2 separate regions of the Arabidopsis thaliana genome follow, and region 2 is linked to region 1. The links are chromatin contacts, called in public capture Hi-C maps. All regions are on one chromosome and are shown on one strand. The core of a region is the stretch at or near the end of the contact, and the rest is flanking DNA. Distances in the headings are between cores, read along the strand shown. Region 1 holds the start of MPK5 (MAP kinase 5). Region 2 holds the start of OSM34 (osmotin 34).

Region 1 (7,647 bases), core at 2,887-5,386:
TTTGAAGCTTATAAAAGACTCGAGGATCGCTGTCGTGATCTTCTCGGAAAACTATCCGGAGTCCACTTGGTGCTTAGACGAGTTGGTGGAGATCGAGAAACAAATGGATCTTAAGATGCTTGATTCTTGTCCTATCTTTTTTGAGGTTGAGACTTGTCACGTTAAACTTCAGGTCGCAAGAAGTACTTTCAACTACAATCTACTGCAGTTGGAGCACGATGAGCGGAAGAAAGCTAGGCAGATTAGTAAGAAGGCTTGGGAGGATGCAGAGAAGAGATTCGAAGGATGGAGAAAAGCTTTGATTTCGGTCGCGTCTCGCTTGGGCTTAACATATAAGAAGGGGAGGTTTGATTTTATTTAACTAATCACTATGTTTTTAGCTTTTAAGGAATCATAGATTAACTAATACTGAGTGGAATGCATTCTTAGTTAATATAGTTAATTCGTAAATCAATATAACTAGAAAATGATTGGAACCATATTTTTAAAATGTCAAAATATCACAGAAAAGCAGTGGTATCTACATATACATTTTTGCAGCTATTTTGTGAAATAAATCCTGGAGTTAAGATTTATTTACAATGGCTGTCACTGACTTTTAATTATTGTTTTTTTTGGTAATAAATTAATTAACAAACGAAAAATATTCCAAATATATTCTAATCTCATATGTCATGCAGATTTCTCCAAAATCTGAACTAGATTTCAGCAACTATTTAAAACAAAAAATGTTTGACAAACCAAAATACAATTGCAATCCCTTAAAATGAGCAAAACACACCTAAATACATTCTTTATCTATACAATAAATCTTATTTCTCCAAAATTTGAGCTAGATTTTGGCAACTATTTAAAACAAATATTTGTTTGACAAACCAAAATACAATTGCAATCCCGTAAAATATTTATTTTAATTATATATTTAAATTAGCGGTGTACCGCGGGTTTTTTACGGGACGGATTTGGCGGGACGAGTTTGACAAGACGTTATTTAATAACAATTGTAAACTATAAAATAAAAATATTATATAAATAGATTTAATTTGCAAACTTTAATATATACTAATTTAAAAATAAAATTGTTCTCGCAGTATACCGCGGGTTAAAATCTAGTAAACAATACATTCTCCAAACCGAGTTAAAAATGAATGTATTGAGTATTGACTATGTATAAACAGTATTAAATCTTTTAATATTTGAATGTTAGATTCCTAATATGTGGAAATTAGTCTTTATAACTTTCAAAATCTTACGTACTAAAAATGAGGTCATTTAACAGTAGTTTCTTCCATTTGCGACATTGTTATCATACTTATATGATTTGTTTTCTTTCTTACTTTGTTTTGGAAGCAACCAAGCAACCTTCGTAAATGAAATCGTCGAGAAGGTTAAGGCAATGCTTGACAACGTTTCCTCATCACACGTACGTAATCCTATTAAATCAAAAATTATGTAGTTCTAGAATTAGAGAAATTGAAATATTGCCAATGACAAAGAAAAAAAAAAGGTGTGTACAAAAGAACATACTGTATGTTAATTATATATATATAATTATTGTATAAATCTAGTGGCTAATCATTGTAAAATCTCTAGATTACGCCGCAACATCAAGTTTACATAAGTTTTCGGAGTCGAGAGATCCGCAACAAGTTCTCCAGCCTTCTTAGAGCCGCGTTACGAAGGAGTGGGATCAACGTCCTTCTAGATGATGAAAATATCACTCGAATAGAGTCAAGAGACGAAGTTGATAGACTTTTTTGTCGAGTTTCGAGAGTGAAGGATCGAACTAGTGTTCATTACCAAAATTTGCAAGAGCTCGACGTAGTGCTTGAAGAAACTGCTGGAGATGAATAAACACATCGAGTTTTTCCCATTTTCTACGAGTACAATCCAAGTGACATGATACAAGTCTAAACAAAGATAGCTTTTTAATTTAATTTCTTGAGTTACAAGATAACAACATGATATGTAGAAGAAACAGAACACTATCTAAGACATCCTGATAATAAGAATGGACATAACTACTAAAGATATGTCTTGGGTTACAAGGATCCTTATAGAACAATTTCTTGAGTTGCAAGACAGCTTTTTTAACTAGTGAAATAGCTTAAACAACGATCAACATGAGATGAAGGAGAAACAGAGCTTAAACACTACTAATTTGTTTTGCTCAATGTCAGAGTATAAAACTTGCTTTCCCCTTCTTAAATAATGTTTTAAATGCTCGGCAGAGGATTGAACTTCACAGATTCGAGCCACACAAGCTCCTTTATCTCTTCTTCAGTGGAAGACGGATCCTCAAAATGGAAACTGAAATGGTTGGAACAAACAGGCTCGTCGTTAAGGTCGTGAAGAGCTGACAAGTAAGGATAACACAGTGCTTCCTCAACTGCAAAACAAAGAGTATGATCAAGGATTCATCACCCATATGCCAATCTCGCTATGTACAATTTTTCTCATCATACCCGTGATACGTTTTACTGGATCAAACACGAGCATTTTCTCTAGTAGATCGATAGCTGTAGAATTCATACTAGGAAACCTAGCTGAAAAGTTTTGTCTTGGGAACTTAGGTAGCTCCTTAACATATTTTCTCGCGTTCGCGCTTCTGAGAAACTCTAGACTCGCTCCATCAGGTGATCCTATCAACTACTCAACCACATGAAACAACTCATAAACACATTGCAACACACAAATAAAAGTTTCCAACATTTGTACAGATCTTTCTAAAACAGAACATCATACCTCAGTGATAAGTTTAAGCTGATGAACGTAATCCTTCCCCGGGAAAAGCGGTTCCCTTGTCATAATCTCAGCAAATATGCAACCAACAGACCATACATCAATAGCAGATGTATACTCAGAACTATTAAGAAGCAGCTCTGGTGCTCTGTACCATCGTGTTACAACATACTCTGTCATATACTCTGTTTCTGATGTAGTCCTTGCCAAACCAAAGTCAGTAATCTTAAGATCGCAATTCGAATTCAAAAGCAAATTACTCGGCTTAAGGTCACGATGTAAAACATTTGCTGAATGAATATATTTGAGTCCTCGTAGAATCTGATACAAGAAGTACTGCAAAAGAAGAAAAAGTGAATCACTTGTGATTAAATCAACCATAGTATCAAATATAGCAGAGTAAAAACCGTACCTGACAATGATCATCATTCAAAGATTGGTTTGATCGAATAATCTGATGAAGATCAGTATCCATTAACTCAAAAACTATATAAACATCAACGAAATCTTCCTTCTTTGGTGGTCTAATGATATCTTTTATAACAACAACCTGTACAAGTCAAGACCACATTAGCTAGAAACTCTAATCGTTTACCGCGAAAATAGAGTACAAAACTTACGTTCTCGTGTTCTAAATGACGAAGTAGCTTAATCTCTCTCAATGTTCTCTTTGCATCTACTTTATTATCAAAGGCTTTACCTATCTTCTTTATCGCAATCTCTTCGTGTGTCTCCGAATCTACTGCAGCACTATAACAATAAACCAATACTCTCATGAATCATTTTGCTTATACATAAACACAAACACAAACAAATCATCAAATTCATTCAATTTAAACTATGATTTTGAAGACAGAACCTTTCTTAAATCCAAAAAAGATCAAATTTTGCAAGCAACCCTAATTCAAAAACCTATACCAATACTTAGTTCTTTATCTAATTAGGGTTACAAATACTAAGTAAGAAACAAGAATATGAAATACACAAAAGGGTAGAAGTTGTACCAGACAAAACCGTAAGCTCCTCTACCAATAGGTCGAATAGGAGGAACATACTTATTAGAAACTTCAAACAAGTTTCCATAAACATTGTATTGAAAATATCTTCCTCCATGAACAAGAACTCCTTTGATGTTAGTATCACCTAAATCTGTCGCTGATTCAATTTCCTTCGCCATTTTTTTCAAATATCGAGATAATACAGAAGAAACCCAGAAAATCAAACTTTGAATACAAGATTTTTGGAGATGAGATCGATTCGATTCGTCTCTGCAAAATTAAAATAATGATTTTGTTGAATGTTGAAAACTTTGAAAATCTAAGGAGATAGAGAGAGACGCGTCAGAGGACAACGACTCTTTTTCATTAGTTTGAATATTTTGAATAGGTCAAAACGTATCGTCACATGTCCATCAGCCACGTGTACTTTGTAATAAATACAGATGGGTAAACGTTTGGGCCTGGCCCATCTATTTAATATAGAGAGAGGTATGCTATCAGCTCTGGTCTATGTTATGAGGCCCACGTAATATGAAAGTAAGAGACCTTTTCCTTTTCACCTATCAATACACATCTCTCACTAAAGGAATTCTTCGCAACAGATACTGAGATACAATACAAGTTGGAGTTTAATCTCTCCTCTTCTACTTGATGATTCTCATCCAAAACTACATACTTTCATTCTAAGGTATGTATTCCATATAATCAATTCATACTTTGTGGTGCGAGCGTAATGGTAGACGTCATGGTAACTCTTCTGTTCCTTCGGCCAAGCTTGCAAGTATTATCGACAAGAACGTTAGAAACCGCTCCATCAGCACAATTTGGATCTCGGGAAACTCGGTTTATGAAGAGGGCCTCCACTATTGGTTCCACACCCGTATTCCATAGATTCCTTCAAATGTTATAGTCTCTTCGTTTTCAAACTTTCAACTCAAAGTCACATTCATTATACAATTTTTTTTGGTGAATATCATATTATTCACTTAATATATCAGTAACATCTTATATGTACATATAACAGTTGACATATTAAACCAATATCGAATAGAATGTTATCTTTTACTTAATATATTAATTTATACTATTCACCAAATTGTCATTAAAATTACGTTTTGAACTCTGGAATATCGCGAGTTTACCAATTTACTCATAATCTTCAACTTTTCTATATAAAAAAAAGAAAATTAATATGGATCATATTATACGAGGTTTCTTTTGATAACTTAATCTTTTGAGTCAAATTTACGCAGAACCTAAATATAATTAACTTGTGATGCTCAAACTACAACCCTTAAAATACCCTAAATTGTTCAATATTTTCCTCGTAAAATACCCCATATCTAACTCAAATCACTCGCACTTACACATCAAATATGACTAGGCCGACACAATATAATATATATCCAATAATTACATGTTATTTAATTGGTACGACAATCTCCGACAACGATACCATTACCAATACCAATCTCTTTTAGCCATATTCATGCTAAAAGTGTAGTGGCAGATCCAATTCACTTTTATTATTGATCTTCTCCACTGATTGGCTTAATTTGATGTGGCATTCAATTAGATTAATTAGATCTCCAACATTATCCATGCTTTATAACTCATGACTCACGTGACTGTTTTTTTTCCCTCAAGTTTTGTTTCGTTTATCTTCACAATATTTTTAGATATCCTAAATTGAAAACATAATAGACATGATTGTTGAATTATGTAGGTAAATCTCTCAGTTAGAAATACTGGGTTTGAGGCATGTTGGAAGAGATTTCTTTCCCAAAGGATATGAATTTAATCTGGTGTGGATCCCGCCTCTAGAAAATGTAAGGTCTTTGAGTTTGAATTTCCAGATATTCAAAAAAAATAAAAAAACAAAAAGACAACAACTCTAAGCATAATAATTTACTCAAGTTGATATGTGGTGAACTATTCAATGTGAAACGTTTGCGCTCTATTATTGGTATGCTGTATTATTAGTGTGACGGTATGACACAACGGAACTTCCAATATATATGTTGTACAATTCTAAATTGGATTTTACCGGGGGAAAATATCTTGATCAAGTACGAAATATGAGTGGCTTGAGTGTATTGTATATTTGTATGTATATGGATACTAATAAATAATCTTTGTTCCGTGGGAAAAGATTGTGTAATTTTTGGTTCATAGTAACAAGATTAAGAAATTTAAATCGGAAATTAGTAGGTTTAAATTTAACATGTTCTTTTGGTCGCAAAGGTAAGAATTGACGTAAGAGAATTTAAAAAACAAGGACGTAAGAATTAGATTTTCGTGTTTTGATTTCATTATTGTTGTTTTTAAAGTTAGTCACACAATCACACGAGACTACGTCTGGTTGTGGTCGATCGAAGTATCGAATCGTGAGACTTCTATTAAGATATAGTTATTTTGAAAAATATGAATGTTATATATATTATTGATAAATAAAGTGAAATTTCCGATCGCTTGAATCAATGACAACAGTCACAGGCTGGTTCTCATACTATCACTCATAACATTCTTGGTATTATATGCTACTTACAATTTATTTTTATTTTTTCAAGAATTACTTTTGTTTTTTGTTAGACATGATACCTAATCTCTATGATTGTAAGTTTGTAACTACCAATCTTGAGGGGCCGTCGCAAGCTCCAGTAACAGCCTTATATGGATAATACTTGTCGATACCAAGACCACCATTGCTACTTATATATGAACTCATCCGCGGTCTCGATTTTGCCTCCTCCACAACCATAATTTTCTTTATTAGAATGAATCAATCAAGTCTTGCTCAGTCAAAGTGTTAAATTCTCCTTGTCACCATCGTGTCGAGAACTCCCAACAGCTCCCTACAAAGACACGAACCAAACATGAATGATGTTATAGATCTCCACCACCGATCCTTAAATACAAAACATAAATGAGGTGATATAACCTCCACCATACGATATATCAAGAAGAAGAAATGTAAGTATTTAATGTTTAACCATATAAGGAAACAATGCCAAAAAAGACCTAAGTTTCAATTTTTTAGTAGTATGATACTATCTCATTGAAGATTTGAATACCAAATTTGTTTCAAACAATGCCAAGACGGCACTCAGTTAACATTAACTAAACATCGTTAGTGGCATAGGTCTAGTTCCGATTAAATCTAAAAAAAATTCAATTGTAACCTTAATTTATAATCTCTAATACGCTTTATAATCACTGGATTTAAAGTGTAGTTGGGAACTATCATTCCCCAAATTCAGAATCACTCATCAATCTCGTCTCACACAAGTACCTTTTTCGCAAAAGGGAAAATATTTATCACTAGACCCAAAGAAATATTATACAAAGTTCAAACATTGACTGACCCCCATACAAATGCATAATATATAACAAAACCAAACCAATCGACCACATTATTTTTTAGTTTCCTTCAAAGTCGAATAACGATAATGGCTTAACCGATCCGTTCCATGGCATACATTTAGTTCATATTATTAGGCAACCGAAACTTTATCCGTAGAAAACGAGTTCTTGAGAGGGTATGAAGCTCGCATTGCGATGCCACATAGGCCTCTTGGATTGGCAATGTTGCGAGCCATCTTCATGTAGCCAGCCTCCCCCCATGTGTCGCCCCTCGAGTTTTTCACAATCCAGTAGTCACGACCATTCTCGGTTCCATACCCGACCACAACAACACCATGGTTTAGGTTTGTTCCGCAAGTTCCGTCAAACACTCCCTTTTAGAAAAATAAAATAAAAATAATAATCAGTGAAATTCTTTTTTCAACTAAAGAACGTTTTCTAACGAAAATCTAAAGAATGAATTTTTTTACCGATTCATAAAGCTGAAACTCTCGGCTGCTGGAATCGACAACGGCAGTCACAGGCTGGTGAGCAACCGCTTTCA
Region 2 (7,647 bases), core at 2,544-5,043, 130 kb before region 1:
GCAGCTAAGACATTTCAATCTAAGAGCTGTAAAATATAGGATCATTCATATGGTGATATTCTTATGATTATATTCAAAAATGGTTCATACAAGTGTGTAAACCCTCTACCCTTAACGGTTTGCACTAAATCCTAATTTACTTACCCTAAAATTAAACCCAAACCCTCAACCCATGATCTTTCTCCACTAAATCTGAAACCGTAAAAACAAACACTAAACTCATACAAAAAATGGTAATTTTACCGACCAATAAAACACATTTAAAGTAAATCAAAGACACAAGTGTCCATTGATGACTGTCCAAGCGGTCTAGTCCATGTGGTCATCTAGTGACTTACGGGGTTGTTTCATTTCAATACACAAGTTTATACATGAACAATAATCACCAATTCAAACGCCAATTCAAAGTACATCATCGTTCATTTTTCTTTGACCATTTATTCACTTGTGTATGGAAACTCCCATCATTATAACCAAAATTGTATACTAATCCTAAATATAACAAGAAACATATATACTTATATAGTGAATAGAATGAGCACAATATCCATGTTTGCTTCTGAATGGACAGATTCTCTTGGATGACATCAATAAGTAAGCATCCAGCTAACCATATTTGTTTGTTCTATCATCTATGGTCACCAATCATTTGAATTAAGTTGAATTCATGGATGCACAGTACGTCCGTTTGTGATATAATTTAATGTAGTGCAAGGAATCATCTGCAAAATTGAATCAAAGAGAATATAAGATCAATTGTTTCATTTAACAATGTATAAATGGACAGTGACTTAAGATTCATGCAATGAAAAGTCAAAATCTAATCAAGACATGACAATTACTCTGTGAGATCTCGTTCACGCATTCTTATGTAAAGCTCAAAAGCAAACTCGTATATCCCATGAGACATATTAGCTTTTTGAATCGAGTTCCACAAACGCAAATCCGACAACAAAACAAGAGAAACAATCTCAAAGACGTTACAGGCATCGAGGACGAGTCCTCACCGAGAGTAAACATATATGAGATTCGCAGCTAATGACCCAGAACAGAAGATGAAATCGGATAAAATTATTTGGGCATGCACTTACCTGCATTGTTGAGCCGTCACGCATAATCGAAGAAGATGGTGGAAGTAATGGAAGAAGGATTGATCATTGTCAGTCGTAAGGGAGTAGTACGAGGAAATTGAAACGGTATTGGGAGGAGAAATCGATGTGTATTGACATTGAGAAGTGAGAAAGCAACAATTATGAAGATGGAAACAAACAGAAATTGTAAAGTCGTCGTGGGGGATTGGGTGAGAAAGAGAGGTTTCTTACAAATTGATTTTCGTTTAGAAATTAAAATTAAAGAATTGAACCGAAATTGGTTTGAAGACAAAATGGACAATTTTTATATTAGAAGTGCCTTGTGTTTTGAAAGTGTCGTATCTCGGAAATTGTTTGAGAAAAGTGTCTTAGAATGTAATATTCTCTATTTATTTAGTTGGAGTAGTTGTTAATTTATTAAATTACCCATGCAAAAAATTCATTTAGTTAATTTTAAACTACCCTTACAATGTTGTAGTTCACACGATACTTCCCAATTAATAGTATAGATAATAAAAAAGGCAAGATAAACACAATAATATACTATATACAGTACTTTAATAAAAAAAAAAATTTGAAAATAAATGTCCATAATACAACTAGAAATAAGAAAGATGATGACCTACAAATATTATTTATTTGCCAAGTGAAACATATTAAAAACTACATATTTATATATAATATTAAGAAAATTAGATTATTTAGTTTGGTTTAGTTAGAAAATTTTAAAAAATCTTGAAAAAAATATATTTTAAATATATAATTTATTATTTAAAGAAAAATAATTATGACCCTCGTAAACAAAACTTTTGGCTGCACCACTAGGATGTATGTGTGCCAATAGATGTCACATGATTTTTCAAGACGAGTATCATCGTTGAAGAAATTTTTGGAAAAAGTTTTGAATATACCAATGGTTACTACGATGATTATTTTTAAGAAAATCAATGAATAAATTTGTTAAGTATGTTGTTTTGTTCACATTAATCTCTCTGTATTAGGATAAATTATTATTTACACACCGTTGTCCAGTGGCGGAGCTAACTCATAACCAAGGGGGTCAGTTGACCCCATAACATTTTAAAATTCTTATTTACATGCTTATTTAATTGGTATATAATGGTATATTTTGGCTTGATTCATCTCAGCTGACCCCTATGACTCATGTTAAACTAATATTTGACCACCATAATAAACTTTTCTGGCTCCGCCACTGCCGTTGTTTATGGACAAAATTAAAACGTGAAGTTGAAATTATGAATTCGTAACATTCATTTTTTTAACATCTACGTATATTACTTTCAAACAAAAGATACAAACATAATACAAACCATCAAAACACAAAATAATAACAAAGAATGATAAAATAGTAAAAGTTATGCTTACGTGTGAAAAATTTTACTCGCTAAAGAATTAAGAAATCCATTACTTTCCTTCGTAATTGGGCAATGGGCTGCACCATGTTTTCAGTTGTTGGACATCTGAACCAATCTTGTGATATAACTTCGAAGTCCCAAGGTCCAAGTATTTACAACTTAAATTAGTAGATCTCTATACACTCAAGTCTCAAGATGTTCTCTACACTATAATTAAGGACTTGCATTAGAATTTTGTTCGTTCGAGTTGTAATCAAGCTGTTGATCGGCTTGCTAAGAGGGTTTTTTCCTCTTCTCTAATTGTTTTAGAAATATAAATACTTCTAGATTGGTTGACGATATAAAATATATCTTTGATAAGAAAATAAAAATAGTAAATGTCCGATAGAAAAAATTTGAAAAAGTAAGTTAGTAAAATGTCCACATCAATATACATGATAGTCATCGAAACTTAAAAACTACAAAAAATTTGGACTATATAATAAGAAATGCCCGGTAATCTCAAATGATATTTATCCTTTTTTTTCAACAACAAACTTATATTTATACTATTTAACGAAAATAATAAAATTGACATCGATATTTCATCATTTATCTCTCTAATATAGTACAATTACTTAAATTAGTGTGCACCACGCATGATCGTTATTTCGTGCACGAATGAAATACTTGATATAGTTGTGGTTATATATGTTTTATTAAATTATAAGGAAGCAACATAGTCAGACTGTAAGACTTGTGAAATTACATGTGGATACAAAATTGATTAAAGAAAGACAAAATCTTGAGGAAATTCTCCATCAGCTCGATCGTGAATTGAAGATCTTCAAACTTGTTCTTTCAATGTTTTGCTTCTCTTATCCAATTGAAACTCCAAAATTAAGTGTGATACCATTTACCAAATCTGACACTTTAGTTCTTTAGTTCGTAATCTCAAATCTACTTCAGCTCGTAATCCCACTCAATCTTGATTTGTAATCTCAATCAAAATTAACAAAAGTTTTGTTATCTTTTTTTTTTTTGATCAAAATTAGTTTTCTTATCATGCATTTAAAATATGAATTTTTTAAGCTATTTCAGTATTTCTCTTAGTTACAACTTAATAAGGTTGTATCTAAAATTAATATTGATTTGTTTTATAGTATTTAACTATAGTAAAACAGCAAAGTCACTTGTAGTGTCTCCTAATTCTACACCCCAATCTAGAAATAAGACTTATGCGCAAGTTAGCGCAAGCCATCAAACATAGTCAAGCCGCCCCAACCTATTAAAATGATTAAAGCATATTAACATTCATCATCTAGATAACTTCAAAAATGCAAATACTAATTAAAAAATAAAATAATCAAACTAATACGTAACCATTTACCTCTATATAAAATCCATAGTAATATTATCAATAGATCACACATACATAAAAGTAGTAGAACTAAAAAATGGCAAACCTCTTGGTCTCTACTTTCATATTTTCCGCACTTTTGCTCATCTCCACCGCAACAGCCGCCACATTCGAAATCCTAAACCAATGTAGTTACACCGTGTGGGCTGCCGCAAGCCCTGGAGGTGGCCGACGTCTAGATGCTGGCCAATCATGGAGGCTAGATGTCGCGGCGGGCACTAAAATGGCACGGATTTGGGGTAGGACCAATTGTAACTTTGACTCCTCAGGTCGTGGCCGATGCCAAACTGGTGACTGCAGTGGTGGACTCCAATGTACTGGCTGGGGACAGCCACCAAACACGTTGGCTGAGTACGCTTTGAACCAATTCAACAACTTAGACTTCTACGATATCTCACTTGTCGATGGATTTAACATACCTATGGAGTTTAGGTAAGAATATCACCATTATCGTTTCACAAGTTCTACTTAGTTTTTGCTTTATTCATAAATTCGAACTCCTAAACGTAAAAATCTCTTGACATTTAACATAATATACAAGCGTTAAAATCATTTTTTCTACTATGCAAGAAAAAAAAAGATAATAAAAAAAGAGAACAATTATATTTCATACTTCTAAACGTTTTAGGTTCTTACACGACTCGATAATGATTTGTCTTTCTTATTTTGGCGTGCTATCTCCAGCCCAACTAGTTCGAACTGCCATCGGATACTATGTACCGCAGACATAAACGGACAATGTCCAAACGTGTTGAGAGCCCCAGGTGGATGCAACAACCCGTGTACTGTATTTCAGACGAACCAATACTGTTGTACGAACGGTCAGGGATCATGTAGCGATACTGAGTACTCAAGATTCTTTAAGCAGAGATGCCCTGACGCTTACAGCTATCCACAAGATGACCCGACTAGCACTTTCACTTGCACCAACACTAACTACAGGGTCGTGTTTTGTCCAAGGTCTAGGCTCGGTGCTACTGGATCCCACCAGCTCCCGATCAAGATGGTCACCGAGGAGAATTAATAGACTCGTATCTACTGTATGTGTGTGTGTGTGAGGGTGTACGTAGATATGCGTACGTGTGACGTGATCATATATACGTTACCATAAACACTTAATGGATTATAATAAGGCATGCAATAATAATTACGTTAGTCGACCCACGTATAAGTTGGACTTATTTTTCTCTTTCCGATCAATTAATGTAAAAATAACAATTTCGCTTCGATACAATGAAGATCATTCTTGTATTTTTTACTATATGCTTGAAATAAATATGCTATATATTATTTAGAAAATTAAAATATTCTTTCTCCCAAATAACATTTTCACATTGAAAAATATAATTTTTTTCATTTTTGTGATTGATAATTTTCCGAAAATCAAGTTTAGAAAAAAGAAAATTATGATTTTGGATTACGTATACTACAAAGAAAACTTTATGTTCCAGTATAGTAGTATTTGGCAAATATCTTAAAGAAAACATCTTAATTTTTGTTTGCAAGATTTTACATTGGAATCTACTGAGCTCATTTATTGTTCTTGTGTTGGTTTGAGTTTGCGAATATACAGAAGAAACACAAAATCTAGTAGATCACTAACTTTTTCAAGTCAAAATTTCTATAATTAATTATTGATAAAGTTGGATAAACTGACTAATAAACAATATTATATCCTTAGACAATTCAATGTCTAATTGCGTGTGTAAAATCATGTAGACCGATTCGTGGCTGCTTTCGGGAGAATTACGTTTAGTGAAACTAAATATTTTAGCATCAGGAATTTGACTTTTAGGTGTAGTTGAGTTTAACATTAATATTGATCGGTCTCCAATGAATCAATTAAAGATTGGACGTAAAAGTATATACCACAGAATATACAATTCCTTTAGTAGACCTAAAATTTTACATATGAAAAGTTCCAATGTAAGATTTTGTTTACTTAAATCAGCAATTTTGTTTTCTTTTATCATCAGGTCCACTGTATATTTTCTCAAAACCTGTCCAGAGTAAATTAATGTATGCCTAAAGCAAGAAAGCTTTTTGAGTCCATTTATAAACACAACTGACTAAAAAATCATTAATATTGCTAGGATTGAATCCAAACTCTGCATCTTAAATGCAAGGGCAAGGGACTCTCCCACTACAATAACGTAGACTTCTACGACATCTCACTTGTGGATGGATTTAACATTCCTATGGAGTTTAGGTAAGAATATCATCAAAATCTTTCATAATTTTGTTTTTTTTTCCTAAAAACAAATGGAACATAAACCTACAAACCTAAATTTTCTGCTCGAGAAAAAGAAAACAACAATCGAAAGTCTATTTTAAAATGTTTTGAATCGATGATGATAGTGTTTTGTTGGTGTGAATTGTTTCCAGCCCGACAAGCTCGAATTGCCACCGGATAATATGCAATGCAGACATAGAAGGACAGTGTCCAAACGACTTGAGAGCCCTGGGCGGTTGCAACAACCCGTGTACGGTTTATAGGTCAAACCAGTACTGTTATACGAACGGACAAGGTTCATGTAGCAGCACTGGGTTCTCAAGATTCTTCAAACATAGGTGTCCCGACGCCTACAACTATCCACAAGACGACCGAACAAGCACTTTCACTTGTAGTTCCACTAAACTACAGGGTCGTGTTTCGTCCTTAGGCGCTAAGCTAGGTGCTACGGGACTCAAAGCTCCCGATTGACCCAGGTAGTTATTTGGTTACAAAGGAGCATCAAATAATTAAGAGTAGAGATTCGTCTCTCTCTTGTATGTGAGTAAGTGTGTACGTAGATATGAGTACGCATATAATCATAAGATCAACGACTTAATGGATAATACAGCCATTCTCATTGATATCTAAGGAAGTCGTGAAAGAAATGCAATAAGCAAAGGTGTTTATTTTGAACTCTTAAATGAATCCCATAGAGAGCCCAAATCAACATTACCTCCTGAGAGTACAATTCCTATGTTTTTGCAATCACGACAAGAAGGATTGTTGCGGAAACTGTTTGATAAAACTGCTGCAAGGCCAATAGCTCCACTTGGTTCCACAGAGACCTTCAGTATCTCATAGCACATTTTCATGGCTTCGATTATTTCACACTCTTCCAAGGTGACAACATCATCTACCAAGTCCCTCACCACCGGCCTGATAGCAAAAAAAAAATGTTTAGAGAAGGAATGATACAGAGTTTGAGAAATTTTCTGTTCTATATCTGCTTCATAGACATGATCCCTATATACGAGTAAGAAGTAGATTACCAGGTTAAATCTCCAAGAGAAGCTCGAAGGCCATCAGCTATAGTATTAGTCACAGGTAAAGTGATGATTTTACCAGCGACCTTAGACTGAGCCGCATCATCAGCTCCTTTTGGTTCAGCGGCTATAATCCGGATACTAGGCTTAATAGATTTGGCAGCAAGCGCCACACCAGATATCAAACCACCCCCGCTTATCGGCACAACTATAGCATCAATCTCTTGGATTTGCTCCAGCAGTTCCAATGCAATTGTACCCTGACCACTGTTACAAGAACCATAATCCAACATTTCAGTAAAATCACTAAACAGTTTCACCAATAACGCATTTATGGCAGAAAAAGTTGTCCCATAAAAGAACAGACACATTTTGAAAGACCAATATCGAGAAAGCAAAGTACCTTATAATGCGTCCATCATTATATGGATGGATCAGAACTGAACCTGTTTCCTGCAAAACTTTTGAAGCTATTTCCTCTCTAGAAGACATTGTTGCTTCACTCCATATAACCTTACCACCA

Evidence for each region. Capture Hi-C pulls out chosen DNA fragments and counts their contacts.
Region 2: a contact with region 1 is called in a capture Hi-C map of seedling, with 1.8 times the contacts expected there. The contact joins the promoter of OSM34 here to the promoter of MPK5 in region 1.

The regions. Positions count from the first base shown.
Region 1 is chr4:6,888,415-6,896,061 of TAIR10.1, reverse strand. It overlaps MPK5 (MAP kinase 5), which reads right to left and starts at 4,136. Exons shown (of 6, transcript NM_117204.7): 1 at 3,747-4,136; 2 at 3,363-3,492; 3 at 3,155-3,292; 4 at 2,746-3,078; 5 at 2,466-2,649; 6 at 1,779-2,389. The coding sequence starts at 3,919. The coding sequence ends at 2,217. AT4G11320 (Papain family cysteine protease) reads right to left here. Exons shown (of 4, transcript NM_117203.4): 3 at 7,574-7,647; 4 at 6,183-7,477. The coding sequence ends at 7,235. AT4G11340 (Disease resistance protein (TIR-NBS-LRR class) family) reads left to right here. Exons shown (of 6, transcript NM_117205.1): 4 at 1-345; 5 at 1,351-1,423; 6 at 1,594-1,854. The coding sequence ends at 1,854.
Region 2 is chr4:7,022,370-7,030,016 of TAIR10.1, reverse strand. OSM34 (osmotin 34) reads left to right here and starts at 3,793. Exons shown (of 2, transcript NM_117234.3): 1 at 3,793-4,298; 2 at 4,551-5,165. The coding sequence starts at 3,904. The coding sequence ends at 4,890. It overlaps SR (serine racemase), which reads right to left. Exons shown (of 5, transcript NM_117233.3): 3 at 7,528-7,647; 4 at 7,131-7,391; 5 at 6,699-7,017. The coding sequence ends at 6,765. It also overlaps the pseudogene AT4G11642 and AT4G05905.